Regions from separate parts of the Mus musculus genome. Here region 1 is linked to region 2. The links are chromatin contacts, called in public Hi-C maps. All regions are on one chromosome and are shown on one strand. The core of a region is the stretch at or near the end of the contact, and the rest is flanking DNA. Distances in the headings are between cores, read along the strand shown. Region 1 holds the start of Cnmd (chondromodulin). Region 2 overlaps Vwa8 (von Willebrand factor A domain containing 8).

What was found. A called contact is a pair of places that touch in the nucleus more often than the background predicts.
Region 1: a contact with region 2 is called in a Hi-C map of pro-B cells, with 4 times the contacts expected there. The contact joins the promoter of Cnmd here to the enhancer-like site in region 2. A contact is called at or near these places in 1 of 39 promoter capture datasets (pre-B cells), 3 of 484 Hi-C or Micro-C datasets (CD4 T cells, CD8 T cells and pro-B cells) and 1 of 115 datasets of contacts at active chromatin or transcription factors (large pre-B cells).

Annotation. Positions count from the first base shown.
Region 1 is chr14:79,657,978-79,663,984 of GRCm38.p6, forward strand. Cnmd (chondromodulin) reads right to left here and starts at 4,206. Exons shown (of 7, transcript NM_010701.3): 1 at 3,963-4,206; 2 at 3,418-3,561. The coding sequence starts at 4,034. Gm41218 (a long non-coding RNA gene) reads left to right here and starts at 4,956. Exons shown (of 5, transcript XR_874848.1): 1 at 4,956-4,996.
Region 2 is chr14:79,119,325-79,125,670 of GRCm38.p6, forward strand. The region is part of intron 37 of Vwa8 (von Willebrand factor A domain containing 8); the gene reads left to right. All of the region lies in intron 1 of Gm30970 (a long non-coding RNA gene), which reads right to left. Among named protein-coding and RNA genes, the nearest start is that of Gm30970, 13 kb to the right of the region's middle. Within about 2 kb of position 4,342, at least 73 of the 459 cell types and tissues checked have an H3K27ac peak or open chromatin away from gene starts, as enhancers often do. A contact at or near this core is called in pro-B cells, where this site is marked.

The DNA.
Region 1 (6,007 bases), core at 2,956-5,455, 540 kb after region 2:
CAAGTACACATGTGCAAGTCTTCCAAGGGAAAAGACTGAAAACCGATGACAAAATTTCTAACTCATGCCAGGTCAGCCACTCAGCACAGCAAAGAACTGTGACTTTATTCAAGTCTGATTTTCCTCCTTCATTATGAAGAGTGACTACAACTACTGGATAAACACTAGAAAACGCAGCCGTTATTACAGGATCGTTACTTGGAGAAAACTCATTAGTACTAGACTCACAGAGCACTATTTTATCATCAGAGATGTGGGAATGGCTCTGTCACTCCTACCCTTCCTTCCAGGCAGCCGGCTTCCTTTAAGAAATATCGGTACCACTCCAGCATGTCCATCCCTGCCTCCCTGCCTCCTTCCAGGAACCCAGCAGCCTCCAGTTCCCTAAGCCACACTGCCTGGGGGGCCACCCCGTAGGATTCAGACTCAGCGGAGATGGAGCAGAGCCCAGCAGCCTGTTCCAGTTTCTCCCTCAGAAGCAGCCCAGTTATAGAAGCCTGGAGTTTTGTTTTTTGGTTTTGGCTAAACCAGGCCTTTCTGTACGCCAGCTGAGAAAGCAGGCTCTGTTCTGCCCTGGGAGCTCAGAGCAGCCATTGTACACATGGGTTAGCAGTGACTGTTAGAGGAACCTGGCCTGTGAGTTCACCGCTCAGATGACAGCAAACTAAGGCAGTGCAACACTTAAGAATCTAACCATTTAGAAATTCTTGTTGGCCGGTTCCTCTTTATTCCCCCACCCCATACATATCACAGTTTATCACACTATGTACCAGGCTGGCTTTGACCCTTCCAGTCGGAATTTCACTTTCCAACAGTTGCACTTTTCTTCTCAGGAGAGGATCCCTAGCTACAGTCTGCCTGGCACTCTCATGCTGGTGGTTGCAGGAAAAGCCTGTGCCCTCTTGGAGTGGTGGGTAGGAGTGGGGGAGGGTGGGAGGCAGTCTGCAGTTTCCAGAGTTCTGGGCCCTGAGCAGGGCAGAAAGCTGAATTGCTGGAATGGCAATTACATTATCTTCTCTAAGCCCAGAGAGGGAGATGTTGGCACCTCAGGCTATTTCTCACCAAGTACAATGAAGTTTATTATTTGCCAAAATTCTGCTCAATATGGTGCCTTTTACAGCCAAGGATATTTGCTAATGAGTTTTTAATAAGGCCTCGGTTCTATAAGATTAATTACATAATGTTTGGGAAAATGTCTAGAAAAATTAATCTAAGAAAAAGGCCGCAAGCAATGGTCTCCCCACCTCACTGAACTGGTAGAGTTGTCAGTTGCCTGGCACTGATGGGAATTTCCAATGTCTCAACGCCTTGTTCCATTTACAATAATGTGGATGAAAAATGGCCTCAATATTTGAGCTCTGTCAGCGATCCCCTCATGATTAGTGCCCTGTGCTTGGTAACCCTCCAGCTAAATTTGAGCAGAACTGTCCTTTGGGGTTGAACCCTATGAAAGGGAGAGGTGAGAACTTCACAGCTGGTGCGTCTTTGTAAACTAATGCAGAGAGCCCAGGCCTGAAACTCTCCAGAGAACAGGGAGTCCATTAGCTTGATGATCGTTCCTGTGTGATAGATACTTATCTTTTTTGACTATGCTGTCTTTGGGTGATTTAAGTTATATTCAAAGACAGCAGATCCATGCATGTGCATAGCATAGATACTGCCAAATGCATTCTACTTCAAATTCTGTGATTTGTTTGCCAGACTTAAATAATATGGAACAGCATTAGACAAATTTTTTTCCAGAAAACAAAAATGCCATGATTTTCTTCATTCTCCTGTCTGAGTAGGAAATAGCAATAACTTTGATTGTTAGCAATAAAATGTGATTTACTATTCCTCCATATTCTTAGAATTTAATACTGCTCTTTTAAACCAAACATCTTGCAGGAAAATGAAAGATATGAGAAGTGGGAGCCCACTTCTTCAGGGTGATGGCTTATTCTAAGAAGCTTGTCAGCTAGCCATGTTTGTCTTTAATTAAATGCCAAATGGTATTGCTTTCATGGCCAAAATATTTACAAAAACAAAACAAAAAACCCTTAAAAATCAAAGCTATTTTTTGTCTTTAAATTACTTTCATCATCGAGATTTTGTTGTCTAAAAGATAGTATTTGTACTCTAACACCATCAAATTTCCCCAAGGGTGACAATCTCAAGCCTGCTACTAATGGAGACATAGACATTTAAAATCACTCTCATGTTCAAATTCTGTGCTTTCACATATGAGCATCCACCAGTGTCTATATTTAAAATACAAATACATTAAGGCACTTTTCAAATCCACACAAAATACAGCGCAATTCCGATCTTACAAATTGATGCTTGTAAATTTGATATAGTCTCTAAAACAGACTCTGTGCTAAATGGCTTGCTTATCTACATGAGGCTTTTGAGTTAAAAATACAAATTATGCAGTGACTGCAGAAGATGTGTTGTGTAAAATGGTTGAATTGCTTTCAGCACCATTTTCTCTAAGTACTGGAATTTGTTCATGCCTTGAATTTCATGGTGGGAGAGGAGGAAAAGAGGCAGTCAGCGAACCTTGGAGGACAGTGATTAAGAAAGAGCCCTTTGTGTGCTCCCTGGAGATGGAATTCTTTTCCATTAGCTGGAATAAGCTTATACCCGGTATGGCAATGGTCATCAAGATAAAATGTCCCCTTTTACATAGGTGGACACACTCAGGTATTTAGAGAACGCATTGGAACTCTGCCCAGTTCAGACAGAAACGCTTTTTATACTCCTTGAGAGAGTCTATCCAGCCTTAATCTCAATGAGCACATAAAGGGAGGAGAGTCGTTAGTGAGACTGTTGCCATTAAATCACAGGTGAGCACACTGATTCTTAAAAGAGATTTGTTACCTCTAAGGAAGTCTGACTTTTTGTTTTAACACAGAATAGGGAGAATGAATAAATAGGTCACAAACAGGAGAACTTTCTTGTTAAAAGAGTTTCCCTCAGCTGTAGGATTGAATATTCTTTCTACCCTTTGTCCTATTTAAATTTATGGCTTTCCTCAGCTGGGACAGGCATCAAGGATCATTTACTTTCATTTCTTTCTTTCTGGAGAAGAAGCTCAGAGAGGTCACGTGCCCTACCCACTGCCTCACAACTGCTTGGTAAGCTGCGTTAGGCTGGGATGGCAGAAAATGGCTTTTCCCACAGTGTCCAGGGCGTTCTCGAACAGTCCCCGTTTCTGTTTTCAGCCTAGGAACCCTGAGCTTGCCTACCCTGTACCCTGTACCCACTTTAGGCTAGACCTGAGAAGGGAGGTGTCCAAGAGAACCAAGGGGACCAAAGGGAGCAGCAGGCTGTGCCCGCTGGCCGAGCAGCGCTCTGGCTCCACCTAGGGGTTCGGCCACCCTGCGCACCTGGCGGCCCTTGCATCCCAACTGGGGAGTCACTCGTTGAACTTACGTGATTGTCATTCCCCTTCCAGAAGTAGAAGGCCCCGATGGCCCCGAAGAGCAGCAGTACCGCGCCAGAAATGAGGACCACAGCTCCTACCTTGAGCAGCCGTGTTGGGCTCCCGGAGGGCTTCACGGTGACGGTGGTGTACGCCTGCGGGGCAGGAGATGGACTGGTTGCCGTGCCACCCACACTCGCGATCCCTGCATCCTGTCCCGGGGGAACCGCGAGGACTGGAGTAGGAAACCTTGGCCCCAAGAACACTCAGAGGTTGCCTTGCGAGTGTCCCTTGTCCTCAGACATGGAAGTACCATAGCAGACTCTTCCCTAGGCCGGCCCCCTAGTACTGCACCCTCTGCTCCACGCCTGTGGTGGATCCTCTGTACCCTGACACTCTCCCCCCACACTGGACATTCTCATTTGATTCCCTCATCACCACACATCCAAAGGCCCAAATCCCTGATCCCAGAAGTGGACCTGGCACCCACAGGAAGCCGGGGTCTCTGTGTCTGGACTTACTCCACAGCAGTCCTGGGGACCCAGGAGGTACTCACCGGGGGACTGCAAAACTCAACGTCCTCAGGCCCTACCATGGTGATAGGAACTTTGTCTGAGTTCTCTGTCATGGCTGAAGATGGAGAAGTAAGATACGCGAAGACCCTATCCCACTGTCCTAACTGTTCCAACTGTCCTCTTGTCCCTACAACGAATGCCCCCTGTACAACAGCAGCAGCAGGAGCAGCAGCAGCAGCAACAGCAGCGTCCTGCTCTGGCCAGCCCTTCTGTCCCCACCCCTTCCAGCACCTCACCTCTCCCCTCCCTCTTCCCTCCACCCTGGAGCAGCCTACTCAGCTTATCCTGTGTTCTCAGATGTGTCCTCCCCATCACTCTCTCCCCTCCAAAAACCCAGAGGGACATCCAGACAGGTTTGAGTATGTAAGGGATGTTGAGCCTTGGAACCCCACCAGCACCCCCAGTTACTAGCTTGCCAGGATTTCTTAGAGTATCAGAGGGCTTTGCAGTGTGACACTGGCTGGAGCCTATTTCTCCAAGGGGCCCTGGAAGCAGAATGAGAGGGGAGTGTGATGAGAGATGGGGGGCCTGTCTCAAGTGCCAATGTTAAGATACCCTTTCTACTAGGGTTTCCGCTGGAGGTGGGAACTGCTGGACTCCCCTGGAACTAGAGCATGGGGCAGAATGTTGGAGATGGCCTTTGCCACTGGGTCCTCTAAGGGAGGGGTTTAATTGCTGCAACAGTGCAGCAAAAGCAGAAGGGTCCTGAAGCAGAGGAAACGGGGAGCCTGGAATGAAAGAAAATGCCTATAGTTAAGTCCACACTGATTAAACAGCAGAAAATGTGTTTCCCAAACACTGATTGGCTACGACCAAAGGAACAAATAAAAGGTGGTTACGTATCATTTACATATATGTAGTAAATAGCTCCATTAAGTGGACAGAGAACATGGTTTGCTTTTTTGTTGTTGACAGTCTCATGTAGCTCAGGATGACCCAGAACTCCATATGTAGCTGAGGATGACCTTAAACTTTGAACTTTCCTCCCGCCATCTCTGGAGTGCTGGGAGCACAGGTATTGGCCAATGCTCCTGATTTTATGAGGTCCCGGGCATGCTTTTCTCTGAGGCACGTACCCACCTTTGAAGAAAATGTCTTCTTCCGTGGTACCTCACTTGGAGCCAGGGCTCCTCAATTCACACTGGGAAATTTAGTTGTTTTAGAACTCTCTGCTGAGAAGTGACTGAGGGCTGGTGCTTGGGAGGTCCTGAGCAGAGGGACCGTGGATGTGCAAGGCTGCAGCAGGAGAGTGTTTAAGGATCAAGAAAGGCATTGTTGCGTGGAGATGTGGCTCTTAGGCTAAGAGCTCGGATGTGGGGCTGCAAGGGAAGAGAGGAATGGAAAACACTGTCACTGTCACCACAGAGCTGGCAGCACCTGCTGAGTCTCAGGGGATGATTTCAGACCTACCAGGACTATGAGAATTGCAGAAGACCGGGTGAGGGGCTATGTTGGGAGGGACAGTGTTTAGACTGTTAAGCTTGATGGCAAAAAGAGTCTAGTGATCAGTCTAAGGCACTTTGTCTGCACACCCTGTGGATGCGTGTAAAATCCTTGCCTGCACACCCCCTGGATGCGTGTAAAATCCTTGCCTGCACACCCTGTGGATGCGTGTAAAATCCTTGCCTGCACACCCCCTGGATGCGTGTAAAATCCTTGCCTGCACACCCCCTGGATGTGTGTAAAATCCTTGCCTGCACACCCCCTGGATGTGTGTAAAATCCTTGCGTGCACACCCCCTGGATGCGTGTAAAATCCTTGCCTGCACACCCCCTGGATGCGTGTAAAATCCTTGCCTGCACACCCCCTGGATGTGTGTAAAATCCTTGCCTGCACACCCCCTGGATGTGTGTAAAATCCTTGCCTGCACACACCCTGTGGATGCGTGTAAAATCCTTGCCTGCACACCCCCTGGATGTGTGTAAAATCCTTGCCTGCACACCCCCTGGATGTGTGTAAAATCCTTGCCTGCACACCCCCTGGATGTGTGTAAAATCCTTGCCTGCACACCCCCTGGATGTGTGTA
Region 2 (6,346 bases), core at 3,092-5,591:
GCTTCCTGCCATGTTTCCAGTCTGCAGTCTAACGGCCTAACTGCTGGACTCTCATCCTTAGCATTCTACTGGTTGGCCCTCCCACCCCGTGTTTCTCGTTTATTTATAACCAACCATACAACAGTGTCATCAAATCTGGCTTCAGGAAGTTCAACAAACCACAGTTTCCTAAGATGATGATGGCAATCCAAGCTGTGCCATTGGCAGGTTGTCATGCATTGAATTATAGACAAACAATAGGTACGTGACACCTTTGAAAGTCATTTAGCCAGCTGCTCCTGGTGGAGCACTTCCTGGGAACCCACCGTCAGGACCTTCTATAGGGAACGTAGTCCATGTGGCTGCTAATCACGAAATCGAAGCAAGGAGCCAGGTGGTGCCAAACTGTATGTAGTTAGTTCCGTGTTTCATGAAGGCCTGTGAGGCCTGTGCCGTGCTCTTGCTTACAGTACTGGGATCTCAGGTACATAAGCCCAGGGCCTGTATGTGAGGCAAGCTCTCTACCTCCGAGTTACTTCTCTAGTCAAGGCTTGGCTCTTTGATTAGATGTGTTTGAGTAAGCAGAGAACAATTTACGACAGCACTTTAAAGCCCACGGGTCCAGACATAGGTGTAAGAATTAGCATGGCATGCTCTCTTAACAAGAGGAAGAGCTCTGCCACAAATCCAGGTATGACCAGGAAAAGGAACCACAGGAGCCGAGAGCAGAGCCATAGCCAAGCACAAAGCCCAGAGGGCAAGTCCAGGTTCAAACCTGGTATCCCCAGGATGGCGTGGGATGTGCAGCAAAGCCAAGGTGAGGGTAAGCCTGGAGCTACAGGATGCACATGAGCTTAGCAACAGTGTGGGTGAGGTTCTGGGCCGTCTGTGCACTCAGAACATTTTTCAAAACAGTTTGAAGGAAATTCACCCTCCAGGCAGCCATTAGTTATCATTGAATGCTTTTAGACAAGGCTGATTCAAGTAAATGGTTCTCCTAACAAGTGGAGTCCAGGGCGAAAGAGACCAGAGTGCATAAAGGCTGGGTGAGGCTTTCTGATTCCTTGAGTGGGAGTTGCTATGGGTTACTAGAGGCTGGGTGGCCTTGGTATTGATCAGCATATGGGAACCAGCCTCTCCAGTGAACAGCCATGAGGCCCAGGTGATGACTCGGTGTGCTGGAGGAGGCTGGCTGGAGAGGGCAGGAACTGTAGGCAGTTGTAGGTTAGTGTCTGACAAAATGCCTGAACACCGAGGCAGTCTGGACACTGGAAAGGAAATGGCGTTCGAGTGTTTTGGTTTTTTATTTTTTTGGGTTTTTTTTCAGGGTTTCTCTGTATATCTCTGGCTGTCCTGGAACTCACTTTGTAGACCAGGCTGGACCTGAACTCAGAAATCCGCCTGCCCCTGCCTCCGGAGTGCTGGGATTGAAGGCGTGCGCCACCACGCCTGGCCATTCGAGTGTTTTGAATATGCTGTGTTCATGGTGGTGAGATTGCAGGGCTGATACTCCGGTAACAGTGTTCTGCTGCCGTTTGAAATTAAAGGTCAGAGCTTCAAGCTAGTGTGAGTTATGATCCTGACCAGGGACGTGCATTTAAAGCCATGGGGGTTGTTAGATGCAGGGAGAGAGGCACAGCAGAATGGTTGGGCAAGTGGGAAGCTACAGGTCTGAAAGTGCAGTGCGCTCGCTCAGTCAGCTGTCTTTCAGTGCAGCATCATAGGAACTTTGTTCTCTAGGGAGCTGTACTGGCTAGTTTTGCATCAGCTTGACACAGCTGGAGTTATCACAGAGAAAGGAGCTTCAGTTGGGGAGATGCCTCCATGAAATCCAGCTGTAAGACATTTTCTCAATTAGTGATCAAGGGGGAAAGGCCCCTTGTGGGTGGAACCATCTCTGGCCTGGTAGTCTTGGTTCTATAAGAGAGCAGGCTGATCAGGCCAGGAGAGGCAAGCCAGTAAAGAACATCCCTCCATGGCCTCTGCCTCAGCTTCTGCTCCCTGACCTGTTTGAGTACCAGTCCTGACTTCCTTTGGTGATGAACAGCAGCATGGAAGTGTACGCCGAACAAACCCTTTCCTTCCCAACTTGCTTCTTGGTCATGATGTTTGTGCAGGAATAGAAACCCTGACTAAGACAGGAGCCTATGTGCTAGCCGTTGCAAGACACTGTAACTGAGAAGATGTTTACAGGTTAAGTCAGTTAGTACATCTGTTGTTGGGGATACCCACTGTAAAGAAAACAAATAGTTTAACCCAGTAGCCCTCAAAATTTACTTTTATTAAAAAATATTTTATCAAGTAGACAATTCTAGAAGACCTCTTAGAATGAGCCCTTTATGCTGAACAAGCCCTTTATTGTAGTTATGGTTATGATACAGCTGTGTTGCACGCCACTTATGATTTGTAGGATAAATAAATAGGGTTGGGCCGCTGGTTAAAACAGTAATTCTCCTTATGCATTTGAAGAAAAAAAGCTATTATCTATGTGTTTGCAGGTTCATTGTGGAATCAAAAGTTGTGCAAGATGAAGGCACACATTTGTATCTTAGCAAAAACAAAAAAACCATACCAGGGTGTTGTAGCACACCTCTACTCCCAGGACTTAAGAGGTAGAAAGATGGTCTGGAATTCCAGGCCAGATTCAGCTACATAGTAAGTTTGAGGCTAGCCTGGGCTACATGAGATTATGTCTCAGAAGGAAAAAAAAAAAAGACAGAATGTAAGATGATGTTTAATAGGAACATTGATTTAGTTAACACTAACTTAAGCTATAAATGGTAATTTCCTGTCTCATAGAACCAGGAAATCCCAGAGTAAAAGTGTCCAGCTCATAGCTAGGAGTCAGCACGCATGAGAGCTGTTCTTCCTCAGGGCTAGCTCCTTTCTCACATACTCACCATCAAGTGGCACCACGGCTCTTATGAGGCTTTATCGTTGCCAGGATAAAATTTGCCAACTTTTTCTTTGCTGTTCTGAATACATTTGCATTTAGTGAGCTTCACCCAGTTTTTCTTTTTGATGCATAGTTGTATGTAGCCCAGGCTAGCCTCAAACTGGCTATCTATCCAAGAAAGACCTACTTGATCCTCTTATTTCTGTGTCCAAGTATTGGGATTACAGGCATATACCACCACATCTTGTTTCTGCTATACTGAGAATCAGACCCTTCATACATCTTACATATATATATATATATATATATATATATATATATATATACATATAAACCATACATACATACACATATGGCTTTATACATGCCAGACACTCTATCAGCTGATCACAGAATGAGCTACTTAAAGCTGAGTAATTCTCATTGCATTTTATTTTAGGAGTGAAGATTAAGCTGCTAAACTCAATACATTCTTCATTGCTGGTGTGGGTTGGGCAATGTTCCCATAAAGAACACTCTCCTATACCCCTCCTGGAAAATCTTATACTTACATAGGCCTTGTGTTAACCCAAAGGAAAAGCACTATGCTCGATTGAAAACCATCTCCTTAACCACACTGAATTCCTATTGATGAAAATGTACCACCAGAAACTGCGGTGTCCTGGCCTGGCTTGGAGGGGCCCATAGTGTGGAGGAACTGTCTCGTGGCTAACAGGATCTACTATTGCAATGGTTGTTCTTCCCCTATAGCTTCTGGATTGGTGGTGGGAGTAAGCTGGGTTTGTTGTAAAAGTATGACAGGAATTAGTTAACCATTCTGAAAATAGCTCACTTCTCGCCAATGCCCAACTCCACGACAGATGCCTGATGCTTGCATGCATGGATGATGTGTGGCAAATAGAAGTATATTTTAATATTTATTTATGTATGTGATTTTTTCCCTAAAACTCCAATAGAATGTCCTTTAAAAATAGATCTCGAATTTTCTCCTCCAAGTTTATCACTACATGTTCTGATCTTCTCTAAATGTGAGGGGAATCTGTTTGCACTGACATGCCTTGAATGAGAACGGGGCACGGGGTCACGTTATTAGGAGTCAAATTCTGTTTAGGATTTCTGCCCTTTGGGAATTTAACCGTTTTGATTTTGGTTTGCTTTGGTTTGTTTGTTTGTTTTTTTTTTTTTTTACCTTCATAAACACTGTGTTTATGAAGTCTTTTTAATTTCTCTCTGTGTTACATGTGATACCTGTGCCTATGTGTCTCTTTTTCATTAACTGCTTGAAAGTAAAATGTACATATCCTTTAGTTCTACATACCGGAGTATTTCCTCCCCAGGCACATGGCATGGCCTCCATCCAGACCTCAAGCTCAGGAATGTGAGATTGATACAGTGTAGAAGCCTTGTCCCCAGACCGTATTCAGCTCCAGTGCCCAGTGAGAACAGGAAGGAGTTGAAGAGCGGCCTCTTTGGTGTCTTTCTGTCTCATCAGTTCCTCATTTTGCTGGCTTTCATAACTGGTTCTCTGTGGTATTTTGAAGACCACAACCTGTTGTTTTGTAAAACATCCTTTGATTCGGGACCCAGAGTACGAATTTTTGGCAGGAAAGTCACTGACAACATGGCTCCGTTCAGTGTGCCCTATCCGGCACGGAGAACTGGTCCACCGATGGTGAGGTGGAGGTGTTCTCTCCGATGGGATTCACCTGGAGCGAGCGCTATTTCCCATTATGATTAGGATGGGTGTTTGTGGCGTGTGTTCCAAACCTGTCAATATTCATCCATTGTTTTGGCATTCTCTGCGTGTACGAATACAGTGATGGTTGCCAAGTGGTGATGTCTTACTCCACCACTCCTCCTGTCCACACTGGTTGGCATGCTAAGTTAGAAAGGCCCTCCCTCCCTCCTCTGTCTGTATGATGGCCCCTTGGCTGTTAGCCCCAGGTAACAGGTGTATGGCTACCCTTATTTGCCTTGCTGCTCTAGTTATCCCTGACTCTTAAGTCAGCATTTGAATACAAAGGGGGCATCTGTAAACTTACTTTCACTTAGCTGCAGGTTCGCCAGCTTCTCCATGGGGTATTCTCACACACCCCATTCCAGAGCTGTGTTCATGGAGTGCATCTTGATAAGGCAACATTCTGGAGAAGTTCCCCAAATAGGATTCTTATCCATACACAAACCAGTGAAATCCAGAGAATCACAGAATATTCTTTCATTTACAGCATTAGAAAAAAAGCCTAAGGAATTGGTGGTAATATGGCTACTACCACATATGTTGAACATTATTCTTAATTATAATAGTATTTCTTTTATGAACAGCACCACAAGAAAAACATCCATTCTCACCTTGATGTTTCTTGAAGAGACACTTGGAAATATTTTTGCCTCTAAGCATAGGCTAAAGCCTAAAATAATATAATAACCTTTAAAATGTCATTTTACCCTTATTTATCTTGTTATATTTAAGCACTAACTTCTAAATCACTCCCAATTTATACTTAACTAAAATTATTCTGCTGACCACAAGAGGGTGTCAGCGAGCTTAAAACAGAACTGCCTCAGCCTAGTCAATGTTAGAATTCCATCTCCTGAGCAGTTCCTGTCAGTTTAGTCTTGCAGAACTGTAGTTAAAAAGACAGACATGGGGAGGGGTCCAGTGATCCCTCTGTCCTTTCATCGGCATGACCGCATTGGGTGCCTCTCTTTGTCTGCTCTCACTAATATCCAGGCTCCTTGGTTACGTGATTAGGATGGGTGGCTGACCCTGGCTTGTCAGGGCACACCTAAGGACGGCAGCATTATGACAGTCACAGAGGGATAAAAAGAAAGGGTGTCTGTCACCCACAACAAATTGACTCCAGAAAGAGGGGAGAATGAGTGGTTCCAGCAGCTTCTGAAGTCATTTTACTCTGGTGACATTTTTCATAGCTGAACTACCATGTGCCTCTTGCCTCCTATTAAAACTCTACCCTCTGTCAAGGCCCCTCAAGGTAGACTTGGAGAAGTTGATAGATTTCCTTGTCTTCATCCCAGTATTGCCACATTGAATAATGCCTGTTTTCTGCTTTTACTATTAGTATGGCTTCTTTAGTTAGCTTATTGAGGACAATTGACCAAACCTGGCTTGTTGGGTACACAAGCCATGACCCTTAAGTGCAATAACGCTCGTCCTTTATAGCCGGGTCATTTTGAGCTGCTTAGCCCCTCCCTGGCCTGCTTCTTTCCCTCGGAAGCATGCTATCTTTTTTGTGGGAGGTGCATGTATGCACACATAGAGGCCAGAGGTCAAGGTGAGCAGCTCTTATTTAACCTGGAGCTCACTGATTCAGCTAGACAGCCAAGCCAGCAGCTCCAGAGACTATCCTGTGCTGGGATTACAGATGTGCACCAATCGCCCATGGGTTCTAGGGGACTGAACTTAGGCTTCATGGCAAGCACGTCACCAACCGAGCCATCATCCGAGCCCCT